Linked DNA regions of Mus musculus: region 2 is linked to region 1. Evidence: chromatin contacts called from public ChIA-PET data. All regions are on one chromosome and are shown on one strand. Each heading gives the region's core, a stretch centred on a gene start, on an enhancer-like site or on the middle of the called end of the contact. The rest is flanking DNA. Distances are from core to core; before and after follow the strand shown. Region 1 has its middle 17 kb from the start of Gm24793. Region 2 overlaps Znrf1 (zinc and ring finger 1).

Region 1 (5,771 bases), core at 1,766-4,265:
CATTTCAAATGCTATCCCATTTCCTATTTTCCTGTCCGAAAGTCCCCTATAACCCCCCTGCTCCCCAACCCACCTATTCCTGCTTCCTTATGTATATGAGTACAGCATTGCTCTCTTCAGATACACCAGAAGAGGGCATCAGATCCCATTACAGATGGTTGTGAGGCACCATGTGGTTGCTAGGAATAGAACTCAGAACCTCTGGAAGAGCAGTCAGTGCTCTTAACCACTGAGCCATCTCTCCAGCCCAAGAAACACAATTTAAATATGGTTGTTTAGTAAGAAAACAGAGTGTGGCCAAATCTTATCTCAAGCTTAGTCACGGGGTGATTGGCTTAGGGGCATCCACCAAGCTCACAGAAGACGACGAAGATGACAGGAAGTGGTGGGAGAATCCTGAGTGGACTGGAAGATGAAAATAAGGGTAGTGATGCTAACACACGCTGGTCATCTTAGCACTTGGTGGGCAGAGGCACAGGAATCACTTCGAGTTCAGAGCCAGACAGGCCTACCGTGGTGAGGCCTGGGTCAAAAATATAAACAAAGAAAGAGAAAGAGAGAAAGAGAGAAAAAGAAAGAAAGAAAGAAAGAAAGAAAGAAAGAAAGAAAGAAAGAAAGAAAGAAAGAAAGAGAAAGAAAGAAAGAAAAAGGAGGGGAGGAGGGAGGGAGGGAGAGAGAGAGATAGTGGATGACTGGGGCCAGTGAGGTGGGATAGCAGCTTACCTGGATTCAAGACAAACTTCAGGACCCACACAGTGGAAGAAGAGAACCAACCCGTCCAAGTTACCCTCTGACCTCCACACATGCCCCTCGGTCCCTACGCAGAAAAAAACAAACAAAACAACAACAACAACAAAAAACTAATGTAATGCAATTCTCTCAAAACTGAGATTGGAGCAGTTTTTGCTGTCCTTTGGACTGATTTCTCTCGCTCTGTCACATCATGACACAGCATGATTTAACAGCAAGACTGAGGGGCCATTTCTGCACAGACTCACCAGAAAGCACTCTTGTAAGGCTGGTTCAGGAAAGTCGGGTGTGGTGGCACACTAGGGAGGCAGAGCAGGCAGATCTCTGTGATCAGCCTGGTTGACATCGAGAGTTCCAAGACAGCCAGGGCTACACAGAGGAGATTTGTTTCAAAACAACAAAAGCTGCGGTAGCTGAACCCAGGTGCGGTGGTACATGTCTATAATCCCAGCACTCCGGAAGCAGAGGCAGGAGGATCAGTTAAGGTCATCCTCGGCTGTATATCCAGTTCAAAGTAGATTTAGACACATGAGGAAAATCTTGGCTTTCAATGACTAGCAGTGACTTGGTTAATTCTATATTTCTACAGTGAAAACCACTAGTAGTAGAGCCAAGTTATGAGGATCCTGCTCTCAGTTGGCAGCAGGGAAAGTAATACACAATAGGAGCCTTGCTCACGATGTGTGTCTAGGGAAGGAGAGAGCCAGCCTGTGTCATGCTCAGGAGCTGCTATGTCCTCAGAAGGCAGAAAACACAAAACAAACGAAAGCTCCATTCCCCCCGACTAATAAGATGAGAAGAACTTTCTTGTTCATGGGGAATCTATAGAAAGAAGTAATAAAAAGAAATGTAAATATAATATGGATGGAGCAGGCTCTATTTAAGAATAAATATGTATATGCATATCCATACATGCAAGCAATATCAGTCAGTGTGGAAAGGGCCATGGATTTGAAGGAGACGGAGAAAGGCAGTCATCTCCATTAAATCTGAAGTGTTCCCTGCTACCTTCCCCTATTTTTACCCTTTCCTGTCAATGTTTTAAAAAGTATGCCACCCACAATGACCTTGTGTCTTTGTTGTTTTAGGGAGTTACAGGGGACCAGAGGTCAGGACCGTACCAAGGAGTCACCAAGAGAAAAGAGCAAATGTAGGTGCTAATTCTGAATGCAGGCCAAGCATGGTTGGCAAGGGAGTGCCACTTTGGGCTAGCTGGGTAAATCCTGAGGTGCTGAAGAAAGCTGGCACAAGGTCAGGCGTGGCGCTGCTTGTCTGTGATGTTAGCACTTGAGAGGCTGAGGCAAGAGGGCCAATGTGAGTTCAAAGTCACCCAAGGTTGTGGGGAGCTGGTGTGGCGGCAGTCCCAAAGGCGCCAGGGACTGCAGCTAAGTCATATGACTTGCACCTGACTTCCTCATATAAGACACAAACATCTTGAGTGCTGCGCAGGTGTACCAGGATACAGGTGAATCCAATTTGGTGGAGATTTGCCCCTGCTGCCCTGATTAGCTGAAGCCTTGTGACTGGCAAGGGGGCGTGGCCTGCAGTATGTGGATGAGAGAGAGTATAAAAGGAGTGAGAGGCCCAGGGTTCGGGGGAGATATAAACAAGAAGAATCAGGACTGAATAAACTGCTGTTAGAAGGACTGGTGGTCGCGTCATTCTTGCTGGTCGAGAGCGGGCGCGACACAAGGTTACACAGCAAGCCCTTGTTTCTGAAAGAATTAAAGAGACTGGCATGAATTTCTGTACCTTCATGACTTCATAAATAAAGGATTCATTTTTACATTGAGTCTATCACCTTCAATATATGTAAACAAATGTATTCTTTTCTTTCCATGTTGTCAAGAACATATAGTGTTGGACAGATGGATTAGCTGTTAGGAATCCTAGTTCACAGTTGTGTGGATTGGAATTCAGATCCTACATCCCTGTAAGTTCCTGTAACCCCAGTTCTGAGGGGGCGGGAGACAAGAGGATCACAGGGGATTGCTGGTTTCCAGCTCAATTGAAATTCAGACTCCAGCCCCAGGTTCAAGGAGAGAGCCCCATCTCAAAAGAATTAATGGAGAATGTCTGGAGAGGGCGGCAGCATCCTCCTCTGGCCTCCACGAGCTTATATCCACCCGCGCACAAGCACACACATGCAAATAAGAGAAGTTATCCCCTTCACGTAAAGCATTTTAATGTCTTCTCTTCAGCACGTTCAAATGATCAGCACCGTTTCGCTTGTGCTTTGGGGACAGGAAATACAATGAGGGTTACGCCTTGACAGATGTCTGAAACCTGAGACACTTCCTGAGTGAGTAACAGATAGTGGGTATTCACAGTGGGTACACTGGACCAAGGCATGATTCATGTTCCAAGCAAGATGGAACAGGACGGCATGAGACTGGGGCTACTCAGAAGGGCACTCGGTTTAAAATTTGTGTTAGTTTTCTGTCTCTAGGACAAATCACTGGATAGATGGTTTCAAAGAGAAATGGTTTAGCTTGATTTATGCTTTCAGAGTGTTCAGTCCCATAGTTTCTACCATTTCCCAAGGATGTCATTAAATTATAATCCCTTTGATGAGTTAATCCATCCATGAGTCCAGAGCCCCATGATTTAGATGATTCAGTCACCTTACAAAATCCTGACCTTTGACTCCTGCTGTGCCAGGGACCAAGCTTTCAACACACAAGTCCTTATGAGCCGTTCCAAATCCAAAGTCTAAGATGGATGACTTATTTCAGGATAAATCTAACCAAGGTTGACTTTGGGTCACTGAATCTCTAGAACAGCAAACCAGTGACAACCCTGTTCCATAGCCCAACTCAGGAGGTTCTGGCCCAGTTCCTCTGAGCATAGATAGATACCACCTGGCCAGGCCTGGGCCAACTCTGACCTTAAAAACCTAAAAGTGTTCTTTGTGTCACCTGTCAAAACCGAGGTCTTGAAAAGAAGTCCAGGGCTAGCAAGATGGCTCAGCAGGTAAGAGCACTGACTGCTCTTCTGAAAGTCCTGAGTTCAAATCCCAGCAACCACATGGTGGCTCACAACCATATGTAAGGAGATCCGACGTCCTCTTTTGGCGCATCTGAAGATAACTACAGTGTACTTATGTATAATAGTAAATAAATCTTTGGGCAAGGAGAGAGCAGGGACTGAGCGAGTAGAGTTGATTGGAGCAAGTGGGGTTAACCAGAGCAAGCAGAGGTCCTAAAAATTCAATTCCTAACAACCACATGAAGGCTCACAACCATCTGTACAGCCACAGTGTACTCATATACATAAAGTAAATAAATAAATCTTTAAAAACAAAAAGAAAAGAAAAGAAGTTCAGAGCTAGCTGGGTATCTCAGTGGTTAAAGGCACGTTCCATGAAAACCTGACAACCTGAGTTGGATCCCTGGGTTCCCTGATAGGATGAGAAAACCTCTTTGGACCTCTGCAAGCTCAATATGGTACATGTCACTCCCCTAATATTAAATGTGTATTGGCTGGTTTTGTGTCAACTTGACACAAGCTGGAGTTATCACAGAGAAAGGAGCTTCAGTTGAGGAAATGCCTCCATGAAATCCAGCTGTCGGGCATTTTCTCAATTAGTGATCAAGGTGGGAGGGCCCCTTGTGGGTGGTGCCATCCCTGGGCTGGTAGTCTTAGGTTCTATAAGAAAGCAAGCTAAGCATGGTACTGATACAGTGACAGACAGGTAGATCAATGGAATAAAATTGAAGACCCAGAAATGAATCCACACAGCTATGATCACTTAATCTTTGACAAGGGAGCTAAAACCATCCAGTGGAAAAAAAGACAGCATTTTCAACAAATGGTGCTGGCACAACTGGCGGTTATCATGTAGAAGAATGCGAATTGATCTATTCTTATCTCCTTGTACAAAGCTCAAGTCTAAGTGGATCAAAGACCTCCACATAAGACCAGAGACACTGAAATTAATAGAGGAGAAAGTAGGGAAAAGCCTCGAAGATATGGGCACAGGGGAAAAATTCCTAAACAGAACAGCAATGGCTTGCGCGGTAAGATCAAAAATTGACAAATGGGACCTCATAAAATTGCAAAGCTTCTGTAAGGCAAAAGACACTGTCAATAAGACAAAAAGGCCAACAACAGATTGGGAAAGGATTTTTACCAATCCTAAATCTGATAGGGAACTAATATCCAATATATACAAAGAGCTCAAGAAGCTGGACTCCAGAAATTCAAATAACCTCATTAAAAATGGGGCACAGAGCTAAACAAAGAATTCTCAACTGAGGGATATTGAATGGCTGAGAAGCACCTGAAAAAATGTTCAACATCCTTAGTCATCAGGGAAATGCAAATCAAAACAACCCTGAAATCCCACCTCACACCAGTCAGAATGGCTAAGATCAAAAATTCAGGTGACAACAGATGCTGGCGAGGATGTGGAAAAAGAGGAACACTCCTCCACTGCTGGTGGGATTGCAAGCTTGTACAACCACTCTGGAAATCAGTCTGGAGGTTCCTCAGAAAATTGGACATAGTACTATCAGAAGATCCAGCAATACCTCTCTTGGGCATATACCCAGAAGAAGTTCCAACTGGTAATAAGAACACCTGCTCCACTATGTTCATAGCAGCCTTATTTATAATAGCCAGAAGCTGGAAAGAACCCAGATGTCCCTCAACAGAAGAATGGATACAGAAAATGTGGTACATTTACACAATGGAGTACTACTCAGCAATTAAAAACAATGGATTTATGAAATTCTTGGACAAATGGATGTATCTGGAGGATATCATCCTTAGTGAGGTAACCCAATCACAAAAGAAGTCATTAGATATGCACTCACTGATAAGTGGATATTAGCCCAGAAACATAGAATACCCAAGATACAATTTGCAAAACACAAGAAAATCAAGAAGAGGGAGACCAATGGGTGGGTACATCATTCCTCCTTAGAATAGGGAACAAAATATCCATGGAAGGACTTACAGAGACAAAGTTTGGAGCTAAGATGAAAGGATGAGCCATCCAGAGACTACCCCACCTGGGG
Region 2 (5,771 bases), core at 2,273-4,772, 160 kb before region 1:
GTTGTCTCTATATTACAAGGGGAAAGAGCATTTCTTTCTGCAGCTTCAGGGGGCAGTGTTGGAGCAAGACACTGGCTATGTAAACTGAGCCCCATTTACAGCAACCATCCTCAGCAAACTTCCCAAAGAAAACTGACTGGTCTTGGAACCACACTGTGGATAGAGATGAAGTCCCAGTGTTCTTTATTCATATAGCTCAAGATCCCAATATTCAACTAGCTCCCCCTCCCCAAGGGATGCCAAGTTTTGTTTCTTTATTTTTTCTAAATTCACTTATTACATGTGTATTGGCATTTTGCCCTATATGTGTGTGGGGTGTGTGTGTGTGTGTGTGTGTGTGTGTGTGTGTGTGTGTGTGTGTGTAGTATATGTATGTGTTACACAGTTGTGAGCTGCCATGTGAGTCCTGGGAACTGGGGAGAGCAGTCAGTACTCTTAACCTCTAAGCCATCTTCTAGCTCCCAGCTTTCCTTTTTTTAATAAGGGAAAGGAAGATGGAGGGGGAGAGAGTAAGAGATGGGAAAGGGGGGACAAAGAGAGGGAGGGAGGAAGGACGGGAGAGAAAGAGCATGAATGTGTTTGGAGAAAAAAGGTCAGTTAAGAAAGAGACAAGAAAGGGAAAAAATAATACCAAGAATTCATACTGGACTGATTTCTGGGTTTCTAAAGGCATGATCCACACCATTAGATGATTAGAATTTTTCAATGACAAGAGAGAAAATGCTTGATTAGTATTGGACTTATTGGCAAATGGCCATAATACTTAAACACAAATGATCATTCATATAGAATAAAACTATTTGTTTGCACTGTGCAACATTTTTTTAAAAAGATTCATTTATTTTTATTTATATGAGTACACTGTAGCTGTCTTCAGACACACCAGAAAAATGCATTGCATCCCATTACAGATGGTTGTGAGCCACCATGTGGTTGCTGGGAACTGAACTCAGAACCTCTGGAAGAGCAGTCAGTGCTCTTAACCACTGAGCCGTCTTTCTAGCCTGCATTGTGCAACTTAACATCTGTAAATATCACCAGCCCTGGCCTTCACATCACTGGAAGTCAACTAGAAGGTTCTTCCTAGGTGCTCCCTATAATCCCAGATTATAAAAACACATACTCCTCTGTTCATTTCTCAGAAAGTACTAGCTGAAGCTTGGGCCCTAGCACATAAGAAACAATGAACATTTGGATTCCTGCGTGACTTTAGCCCTGGCCCCTTCTCATCAGCACATCCTCCGCTCGGCTGCACTTACACCCTGGAGTACATGGAGGCAGACACTCAGGATATAGTTCCCAAGGCCACACTGGGTTTTGAAATGGCACCTAAAGAGAAAAACACAGGATGGAAGAGGGAGGGAGTGCCAGCCTCACAGCCTTATTGCTTTCCTGTCACCCACAGCTACATGGAAATATCCTAGTGTTTTTTGAGGTATTGACTAAAGGGTCAAAAGAAATTTCCTAGAGAGTCCCTGGGTATAGCACAAACAAAAAGAGCCTCCAATTCTAAGATCCCTAAAATAGCACATGATCTCTACCAGGGTGTGCAAGGCATAGTATTCATTGTTTCTCCTCTGGCTCAGATTACTTGACTCTGGGAGATAAGAATGAGGAAGTTGAGGGTGGGAATAAGGAGACTGGTGGAAAAGACTCCAACATGTTAGTGGGAACATGAGGATACCTCATAAATCTTTCCTGTGACAACAGAGCCAAGGTTAAGAAAGCCAAGGCCCTCCTACTGAAAGCAAGCAATCTGTAACAGAAAGTTACATCACGGACAAGCACAAGGCAGCAGACAAATTATGTCCTATGCAGTCTGTGTTCTGGACCTTTCCCTCATAAATGCCTATGAGATGAGAGAACCACAAACTGCAAACTCCTTCTTCACTTTGACATTTTGCCTTGAGGACTATTTTTATATTGGTTTTAACATTTCCTTATTTCCAGTCAGCACACCAATTTCCCAGAAGATTGGCTTCAGAAACATAAATATTGACAAATACTGCTTATTGAAATATGTGGCAAGAATTAAAAAGCACCCATCCAGACAGACAGACAGATCTCGACTCAGCACCAGTGCTCAGATGCTTTCTCTCTGTTCAAGAGAAATGAAGCCAGCATCAGGCACATCACCTCCCGACTCGAGGCTGTACGCCTTTAATCCCAGTACTTGAGGCTAAGGCAAGTTCCAGGTCAGACAGGGTTACAGAGTGAGACCCTGTCTCAGAAAAGAAGGCAAAGCGGAATAATTGGGATTCTTTGGTCCTGCTGAAAATTATCTGGGCTCTCGCAGTCCATTTGGGTTGCTATGACTAAATACTGTGGACCACCAGTAGCTTAAAGAGCAAATATTTATTTCTCACAGTTCTATTGACTTTCAAGCCAAAGATACAAGGTGCTAGCAGATGTAGTGTTTTACTCCTGGCCTGTAGGCAACAGCCTTCTTGTTGTGTCCTAACATGGTAGAGAGTGCTGGTGACTCTGTCTCGTCTAAAAGCACAACTCCATGATCAAGACTCCATTGTAACAACCTTATCTAAAGCCAAGCACCTCCCACAGACCCCACCGCTTACACCACACCAGATGACGGGATTCCAGAGAGGACTTGGAGTATAATCTTTACACCCACAGAGTACATTCTATTCTCTAGGTACCAATGAAAACATAACTGCTGGCCAAACTCAGGATGGGCATTAAATCAGTCAGTCTGTCCATTCACATTTACTCTATATTGAACAGTAGGATACACAGCAGAGAATTAAATATAATTTCTACTCTTGGTGAATCAATGGGTGTCCTTAGGGAACTGAACAGAAATGTCCACAGTGGATTAGGCTTATCTGGTGAATAGACCTTATACATAGATTCTTGGGACTCTTGGGATGGGCTCAGGATCCATCCGTTTCCAGAAGCACTACGCCAAGTTCTCATGGAACCGTATGAAGGAGGACCAACCGTGTACTACTGCACAGAGCTAACCAACTACAGGTATGTGCACCCACTGCTGGAGTTTACCCCGGCAGAGGCTGCCTTCAACTTCTCAGTTCCAGCAACTGCTGAAACCAGGGCGAGGGGTAAGTAGGACAGGGAAGTGCGCGCGCCGCAGAATGTCGGTTAAGAGCCCGCTGTCTGCAGACTGCTTCCTGCCTGCCACAGATAACAATCGCATGTGCCTGTGTACAGATCTCTACCAGACAGTGGTGTGTTTGTGAAGGGAACTGTTGCGGTTGGTCCCCGGGCAGGCTGAACCAATCCCATTAGGCTAGAGCAACCTGCAGCCTCTCATTCTTCCTGTCAACAAGAGCAGGTGGAGGGGCCCTTCTAGAGGTGCCCAGGGTGCAGCCAGCAGAGATGACCTAAGCTTACTACTCTTAATGGGCTGGCAAGGGTCCCAACAACCACTTTCAGAGCAAAAGGGACTATTTTTGGAGGTTGAAAGGGGAACGGAGTGGGGGTGGTGAGAGAAGATATAGGTATCAAACCCAGAGCCTTGTGTATAGAAAATGCTCTCCCATTGGGCTAAATCCCCAGCTTCACAATCTCCATAGCTCCTTTGGGGGGACTACAGCCACTGTGGCAGTCTAAAAAATATCTTAGAAATCTCTTCTATTATGGAAATCTTCAAACAAAAAATAGAATGAGCTTCCAAGTACTAGCCGCCTAGCCTCAACAATGACCAACTCCGGGACAGGCCCATCTCATGCTTGCCTGAGGTATACATATCTTGGTTTGCTAGGACAATCTGGTTATGGATTGCTATCCTAGTGCAATGAATAGTTCTCTCCTTTAGTCTTAGATGTGTCTAAATCTGGATGGCAAATTTTACACTGTTCACCATAGCTACTTTCCCTGCCCCAGATTATTTTGAAGTAAATCCTAGACATGAGTCCACCATAAATGTTCCATTAAACTTAGAGCATTGTGCTCTTTCTTCTAGATAGTCATGCTGTGCTGTTCTTGTCTCCCAGCAGGAAGGAAAGAATGGGCAGATTTGGTGTATGCTGGCATGTAGACTCTTGATACCCATCCTGTGGCCTGTCTGCCTGTTTCCAGCTTATGGACGAGACTGGCACACGCAGACAGAAGCCAAGTGTGTGCCCAGATCAGCATGTTCACTCTATATTTGGCCACTGTACCTACTGCCTCCATACAGGACTCAGAAACAAGTTACAAACTCAGGACAGGAGAGTGAATCTCTACAATTAACAGAAGGAACAGCGGGCATTTGAACAGTTCAAAGTAGGTCAAAACAGTAAAACCTACAAGAGAATAAAATCCCAGCCTTTCTTGCTATCACTGCAAAATTCCAGATCTAGGGTAAAGTTGGGACATCTGAAGTAACCATACAGGAAACCAGGGGGAAATGGGACACAGTGACATCTGAGTCCTTAGAAGAGGTCCCACAAAGGTCTATATGACCTAGCAACGTCACTTCTGGGTTATTTCTCAGACACAGTGGATGTTTGTCACAGCACACTGTAGGACATCCCAGAACAGCACCATGGGAGACCATGGTTGGTGCAACAGAGAACATGCACACTGAGACAGTACAAGAGTTCCCAAGCAAGCAGACACAAACAATGGACTCAATACACATACAGTGGCAGATCTAAAAACAAAGGCCAAGGAACAAGAACTCTCTCTCTCTCTCTCTCTCTCTCTCTCTCTCTCTCTCTCTCTCACACACACACACACACACACACACACACACACACACACACACAGGGGGGGGGAGAGGGAGGGAGGAAGGAAGGCAGGCAGGAAGGAAATAAAAATGCATCTATACACAACTATTTTAAGTCTTGGGGGCTGGAGAGATGACACAGTGGCTAAGATCACTGCTCTTACAGAGGATCTGGGTTTGATACCCAGCACCCGAATGGCAGCTCACAGCCATCTCTAGCTCTAGTTCCAGGGCCTCTGACACCCTCTTCTGGTGTCTGTGGGCCCTTAAGCCACCTTCACAGCTCCCTCAATTTAAAAAAATACTTTCTTTTACCCAACAAGATAGGATCTGAGGGGTAGGGTCAGGAGCACTGAAAAAAGATGCCTCACTTCTTCCTGTAAGTCACAGCAAGGTGGTCTTCTTGCAGTTCACACACGGGAATGGTGTGACTAGTGGCTTATGTGGCAATCACTGGACTTAACATAGCTTCTGCATCTCAGTGTAAAAGCAGAGGGACTCAGATGGAGCCCCTTCAGCCCTCTTCACTGCAATTCCTCCCATCACAACGAGGGCCTAGGACTGCTGCGCACTGGGCCATCTACTTCCATCTACTTCCAGTTAAAGGACTCTGTTATGTTTACATTTCTAACCTATAGAAGAGAAAAGACAATCCAAAGTTGCATCCTGTTTTAACACTTCACTGGCTACAGGAGTTCCTATGTGTTTGGTACACAGATCACTGTCTCTAGCATGCAGACACCAAAATCTAGGTCCATTTTCTCCACTCCACTGTAGCTTACTACATGCCAGACTCAGGGAAGGAAAGACACTGAACAGCACACAGGGGAGGAAAGAGCTGCTTTATGGAGCTCCAGCTCTTGATAGGGCACAAGAAAACAATTAAAAGGCAAAGCACGCCTCACTGCCTGAATTATAATAGGGCCAGGACAAGGTGCTAGCACAAGGAGTGGGGCTACACTGAACTTTGGGGCTAGGATCGTGGTAATATAGGAAAGACATCATTAAAAAGAAGGGCAGTCTAAAAAAAAAGCAACTAAGGCCTTGAGGTGGCCAGTTGAGTTCTTTAATGTGGCTCCTCAGA

Evidence for each region. ChIA-PET counts read pairs in DNA pulled down with a chosen protein or histone mark.
Region 2: an RNA polymerase II ChIA-PET map of effector CD8 T cells shows a contact between it and region 1, with 45 read pairs. The contact joins two enhancer-like sites. A contact is called at or near these places in 2 of 115 datasets of contacts at active chromatin or transcription factors (effector CD8 T cells and embryonic stem cells) and 1 of 9 other capture datasets (adipose tissue).

The regions. Positions count from the first base shown.
Region 1 is chr8:111,432,900-111,438,670 of GRCm38.p6, reverse strand. No RefSeq gene overlaps it. Among named protein-coding and RNA genes, the nearest start is that of Gm24793, 17 kb to the right of the region's middle. Within about 2 kb of position 3,015, at least 50 of the 459 cell types and tissues checked have an H3K27ac peak or open chromatin away from gene starts, as enhancers often do. A contact at or near this core is called in effector CD8 T cells, where this site is marked.
Region 2 is chr8:111,593,387-111,599,157 of GRCm38.p6, reverse strand. The region is part of intron 1 of Znrf1 (zinc and ring finger 1); the gene reads right to left. Among named protein-coding and RNA genes, the nearest start is that of Ldhd, 34 kb to the left of the region's middle. Within about 2 kb of position 3,522, at least 177 of the 459 cell types and tissues checked have an H3K27ac peak or open chromatin away from gene starts, as enhancers often do. A contact at or near this core is called in effector CD8 T cells, where this site is marked.